Regions from separate parts of the Oryctolagus cuniculus genome. Here region 2 is linked to region 1. The links are chromatin contacts, called in public Hi-C maps. All regions are on one chromosome and are shown on one strand. Each heading gives the region's core, a stretch centred on a gene start, on an enhancer-like site or on the middle of the called end of the contact. The rest is flanking DNA. Distances are from core to core; before and after follow the strand shown.

What was found. A called contact is a pair of places that touch in the nucleus more often than the background predicts.
Region 2: a contact with region 1 is called in a Hi-C map of an unstated tissue, with 2.7 times the contacts expected there. The contact joins the enhancer-like site here to the promoter of MTSS1 in region 1. A contact is called at or near these places in 2 of 6 Hi-C or Micro-C datasets (ear pinna and an unstated tissue).

Annotation. Positions count from the first base shown.
Region 1 is chr6:150,373,140-150,376,009 of mOryCun1.1, reverse strand. MTSS1 (MTSS I-BAR domain containing 1) reads left to right here and starts at 1,353. Exons shown (of 13, transcript XM_051844799.2): 1 at 1,353-1,986. The coding sequence starts at 1,915.
Region 2 is chr6:150,592,702-150,595,571 of mOryCun1.1, reverse strand. LOC138849983 (a long non-coding RNA gene) reads right to left here. Exons shown (of 2, transcript XR_011389330.1): 2 at 1-2,870. Among named protein-coding and RNA genes, the nearest start is that of ZNF572, 26 kb to the left of the region's middle. Within about 2 kb of position 1,396, at least 1 of the 8 cell types and tissues checked has an H3K27ac peak or open chromatin away from gene starts, as enhancers often do.

The DNA of each region.
Region 1 (2,870 bases), core at 104-2,603:
CTTTATGTCTTTCAGATGCTGGCTCATATAAAACTCAGAACAGGTCAATCAGATAGCGACCATCACGATACCCACTGACAGCAATCTGAGGCCCGGAAGGATTAAGCAACTTCTCAAGGCCGTGGAGTAGGTTGTAAACCGGAGTCTGAACCCAGGCAGTCCGGCTCTGCGAGCAGTCATCTTGATCATGATACTATCGACAGGGTCCATTTCACAATTATGGCAATGACTGAGAGAGCAGTGTCAAGCACAGCTATGGCAAGGCGAAGAGGAGCCTGTGCACGCTAATGTCTTTGGGGACTGTCTCCGGCAGGAACACCCTTCCTAGGGATTTGGGGGAGACGAGTGGAGAAGGGGGGGGGCTCAGAATTAAGAGTTGGGCAGAGTAGACCTGGAGGACCTCTCTCTGGAATCCGTGCAGTGTTCAGTTAGGCCTTGTCTTGTCACCGAGTGAATGAGCCCCACGTGTATAGCATTCTGCATTCGGCTTCTTCAGCCACTCCCCCCCCCCCACAACGGCAGGATTATTCTTTTGTGATGGTTCGCGCTTCCGGGGTGGGGTGGGGTGGGGTGGGGGTGGGGATGTAAAAACAGTCCAGGTGCGTGCTTGGCTTTTAAGATCTTTTAAAAGCCGCCCGTCTGACGTTCATCTAAATGAGCGATCCTGGCGAGGCAGTTCAGGCGAGCGAGCTGTGTGAAAAAGAACCACCAGGGTCCAAACCCACCCCGGGCGCGCTCGCGTTCTTCCCAGGTGAAACCTCCCAAGAGCGCTCTTCACGGTCCCACCGCGGGCCTGACGACCCTGCGACCTCCAAGGCACACGGCAACCCCCGGAGCCTGACGAACCGGAGGCTGGAGCCCCAACGCCCTTCCCATTCCGCTAGCACCAGCAGAGCAATCCGCTGCCCCCGCATCCTGCAACTTTATCGAACTCCGCAGCCCACTGCAGGAAACGCCCCCGAACGCTCCCGATTCAGCTGTTTGGCCACGGGCGGCGCCGTAATGGACATCGCAGGACCGGCCTCTCCCCAGAAGGCTGCGCTCGCAGCTGCGGCTCTCCCGCCCCGCCGGGCGCAGGGCTCTGCGGGCCACCCCCTGCCAGTCCCCAGAGAGCGGCCGCAGCCATGGTGGGCCTTCGGCCGGCGAAGGGCTGACACGCCTCTCCGCGCCGCAACAGGCGCCCGGGGAGGAAGGTGCTGAGGCGCGCCTGAAGGGACGCTTCGCGCCCGGCGCCACCCGCCTGCTCTCCGCCCCGCTCTCTGCGGCGCGCGCGCGCGCGCTCCCAGCCCCGCCCGCGCGCGACGGCCACGAGCGCGCGTCCTCCTCGCGCCCCCGCGCGGCGGACGCACAGCCGCGAGCGCGCGCGCGCCCCTCCGACCGTCCCCGGGAGCCCAGCCAGAGCGAGCGTGGGGCCGGGCGCGCAGGAGTGAAAAGGAGGCGGCGGCCGCGGCTGCGAGCAACAGATCCGGGCGCCCCGAGCGGACCCGCGCGCGGCTGTTGGGAGGGCGATTTCTCCCTCTTTTGTTTTTTAAATTTCAAAACCTATTTTTGATTCCATCTGAAAACGCTTTCGTTTTGAAAGGGCGCTGGCCCCGAGTCAGCGGGCGCTTTTCTCTGCACCAAGATGGGCTTTGCCGTTTCCGTCGTGGGCACCAGCGGTGGCCTGATTGTCAGTCTGCTCCGGGCATTTTCAAGGCCGGGAGCCCAGCGCTGCATGTAGGCGAGTCTCCCCGCGGGGCGCTTTGGCGTTTTAAGATTCTCGTTATTATTTGGGGCCGAGAACAGGCGGCCTCGTGCGCTCCGTCGCCTCTGCAGGAGCGGCCGCGAGGTGGAGGTGGGTCGCTCGGAGGGCGCAGTTCCCCGCGGTGAGCAGCCGCCCCGCCAGTGTGTCCTCTGCTAGCCGGCGCCGGGAAAATGGAGGCTGTGATTGAGAAGGAATGCAGCGCGCTCGGAGGCCTCTTCCAGACCATCATCAGCGACATGAAGGTAGGACGCCGGGGGCGCGGCTGCGGCCACCGCCGCGCGCAGACCTCGCCTCCCGCCGGCGCCCGTGCCTGCGCCGCGGCCGCCGGCCACCTGCGGGAGCTCCGCGGCCCGAGTGGCACCTGCTCGCCCGGGGTCGCTGCTGCGGGCCCGGCTGGGTCACCGGGCGGGCGGCTTCTCGCGGGGAGCCCTGTTCCCCCCTGCCACCTCCCGGCTCATTGTCCCAGGGGGCGGCACGTCTCGTTCCCCTGGGGGCTTCAAGGCCTCGGCTTCAAGTTTTTCCATTGTGTGTCCCTGGACTGAGTGTCTCGGACCGGCGGAGGCGGACACCTGATTCCCCCGGGCACGGGATGGGGACTACCTGGCCGTAGGAAGGAGTCCCACGGCCTGGGAAATCGGGGGCAAGGCCCCCCTTTTCTTCCTCCTTGGCTGTCAGGTCTACCTGGAGTCGGGCAGTCTGCACAAATTAGTTACGAATCGGGCTTGTTCGGAGCTGGTGAGGCTGTGCATGCCTCCCCTTGGCCCTCCCTGGGGGTGCCAGGCAGAAGTTCCCAGGGCAACCTGGCCGGGGCCCCTAAACTGAGCTCCCTGGCCGAAGGCAAGATCGGGGACCCCCTGAATAACTGTGTGGCGCGGGCTCACCCTCCCCTGGAGACGCACACACCCCACTCCAGGTTTTCTCTGGGAAGGGTTGTGAAGATTGTGTGTGCGTGTGCACGCGCGCGCGTGTGTGTTGGGGGCGGGGAACGACTCTCTGGCTTTTTCCTGCAAAGGGTGGGACTGGAGATAACCCGATCCTCGGATGTGGATTATCTGGTGCAGGGAGATAGACCAGGGCTGGGTGTTTCTTATCCAGGGAAATAAAACCGGCCTTGGGAGCTAACCGG
Region 2 (2,870 bases), core at 147-2,646, 220 kb before region 1:
AGGACTAAGTGTTTGGAAACACTAATAGAATTAAAAAGGAGTGAAGAATCCAACATGGGAAGCAGTCCATATAACAGACTCATAGAATAACAATTGCTTTAAGTAGTACTCTGAACTCAGAAGCAGCCCTTAAGGCATTCTGATTTGGCTGGAAAGCCCAGGGGGCCATTTCAGCATGGAAAGCTGAGACGCTCTGGAAAAAAATGTCCTGCATAAAGGACTTCTGTGGGTGAGATGCCAGTGTAAAGAAGTGGCCACCAAAGAAGGATGTACTTTTCTCTGAAGTGAGGAGAGAACTTCCACTTTGCTTTTGACCTGATTGAGGTACTGGATCCAAAAGGCTTCCATAGCTGAGGCACCTCATGTCAAGAGCCTTGGGTGATCACTGACATCATACATAAGAGTGTTATTTGCTAAATAAACAACAAGAGTCACTGTGTACTAACTTCCCATGAAGGAACTCTGTCCCCAGAGTTGTATCATGAGACTTAATAGTAAAACTTGTTCTCAAGAATCACTCCCTTTTAGTGTATTAAATGGAGGATATTATTATGTCTCATAAGTTTTAGTTATGTCTAAGATCTCACAAAATATGTATCATCCTTGGATTCTGCTTTAAAAACAATTAAGTTTCTAAAAGGAAAGAATGGGGAGAAGAGGGGAAGGGGGAAAAAAAGTGAAATCACCTTTGAGAAGCAATAGAACTGCCTATGTCTAGACTGTTGAACAGTTCTCTTAGTTTTTTTATTCCATTATTTCTTTTTTCTGTTTTTTTTCTTTCTTTCTTGGACTAAACAGGAGAGGGAGGATGAAAGAAGGGGAGTGGGTGGGAGGGCGGATACAGTGGGAAGAATTACTATGTTCCTAATGTTGTATTTATGAGATACATACAAATAAAATTTAAAAAACAGTGCCTGACCGATGAAACATATGCTACATAATATTTTCTATTATTATTATTTCATTCAAGCCTCAGATATGATGAGGAGAAGACTAAGCACGGAGTAGCCAAATTTGCTTCCCAGAATTTCTCAGTCAATCTTTCAACAGCGTGACCCTGGGCAGAACGCTATGGGCTCTTCTGAGAACTGTATTGTCAACCCTATAATCTCAGTGTGTAAGTCCAGCTCCTTCCTGACCTATATAATGAAGCAACTGACACTTCTGAAAGTTGGATTCTTCGAACTCTGAAGCATATTTGCCTGCCCCTGAAAGCTCACAAGCTCATCAGTGTCCTAAGGCTATCTTATGACTCGGTAACTGCAATTGCTTGTGTTGGGTGTGCTGTGCCCTGCCTGGTGGGTCTCTGTTTCCAGAATAGTAAAGCTATGTCCCAGGACAGGCACCACCTTGCTGAACCCGCCCTCTATGACTACTTGCCTAGGCATCAAGCAACCCAAAGGCATCTGTCGGAATGCATTTTTGCTGCATTTCCAAAAGGTACTCATAATTCAATGGGCTAGGGAATAACTGTCCTCTCTTAGTCACATAGGACATCACTGATTAGCTTCCAGCACTGAAAATCAATATAAAAACAAGTTGAAGCTATTTCCAAGGCACAAGTAGACACTTTGCCAAAATTACATCCTTAGAGTAAAAGGAAGCAGAGAGAAAGGTGACTATGGGTTCACTCCTGGAGAAAGGTGAGCTCTGAGTGGATTCAGTCCAACCTTGTGCACCAGCTAAGATCAAAATCCCTCAAGAAGGAGACATGGAATCCAGAGTAATGGGTGCTTGTGCTTGTCCTGAGGATGTGAAAAGGCAAATGACGTCTTTCTGTGTACTTCACTGGAAAGGCCCAGACCCTGCTGCTCCAGGCTAAGCGTTCCAGGTATTAAAGATACTCTAGGCCGGCGCCGCGGCTCAACAGGCTAATCCTCCGCCTGCAGCGCCAGCACACCGGGTTCTAGTCCCAATCGGGGCGCCGGATTCTGTCCCAGTTGCCCCTCTTCCAGGCCAGCTCTCTGCTGTGGCCAGGGAGTGCAGTGGAGGATGGCCCAGGTGCTTGGGCCCTGCACCCCATGGGAGACCAGGAGAAGCACCTGGCTCCTGCCTTCGGATCAGTGCGATGCGCCCGCCGTGGCGGCCATTGGAGGGTGAACCAATGGCAAAGGAAGACCTTTCTGTTTCTCTCTCTCACTGTCCACTCTGCCTGTCTGGAAAAAAACAAACAAACAAACAAACAAACAAAAAAACCTCTCTCTCTCTGTCTCTGCCTCTCCTTTAAAAAAAAAAAAGATACTCTAGAAACTATGACGAGTGATTTGGGAGCTACGCAGCCAGCCAAAGTCTCCCTTGTGGAGTGCTGGAAAGCAAGAGACATAAAGAAACTGAAGACCATCCCATCAGCTCACCAGAGGGAGTTCACACTGGGGTCCCTGGGCAGGGAGCTGTTCCTAAGTCTGACCACACAGAAAGCACATTCGACATAGTGTTGTGGTACAATGAACTAAACTGTGCCTGCAATGTCAGCATCCTGTATTGGTACACCCAAGCACCTGCCATCTGCATGGGAGTCCTGGATGGAGCTCCAGGCTCCCAGCTTCAGTGTGACCCAACCCTGGCTGTTGCAGTCATGTGGGGAGTGAACCAGCAGATGGAAGATCTCTTTCTCTTTCTCATACTCTTTCTGCCTTTCAAACAAATAAATTAAAAAGGCACATTTTAAAATTGAGCTATGTCTTTACTGCTAAAACCATGAGAAAGTCCAGGAAAAAAAATTACACTCAAAATGCCTTCAATTGTCTTGAGTATTATTTCCTTATTGTTATCTCCTATCTTTGCTCATGTGCATATAAGTTTTTAATATACTGTCTTTGGAGTCAAACTGTATATAGAAATATTACATTATGCCAGTGGTTGTCAACGAA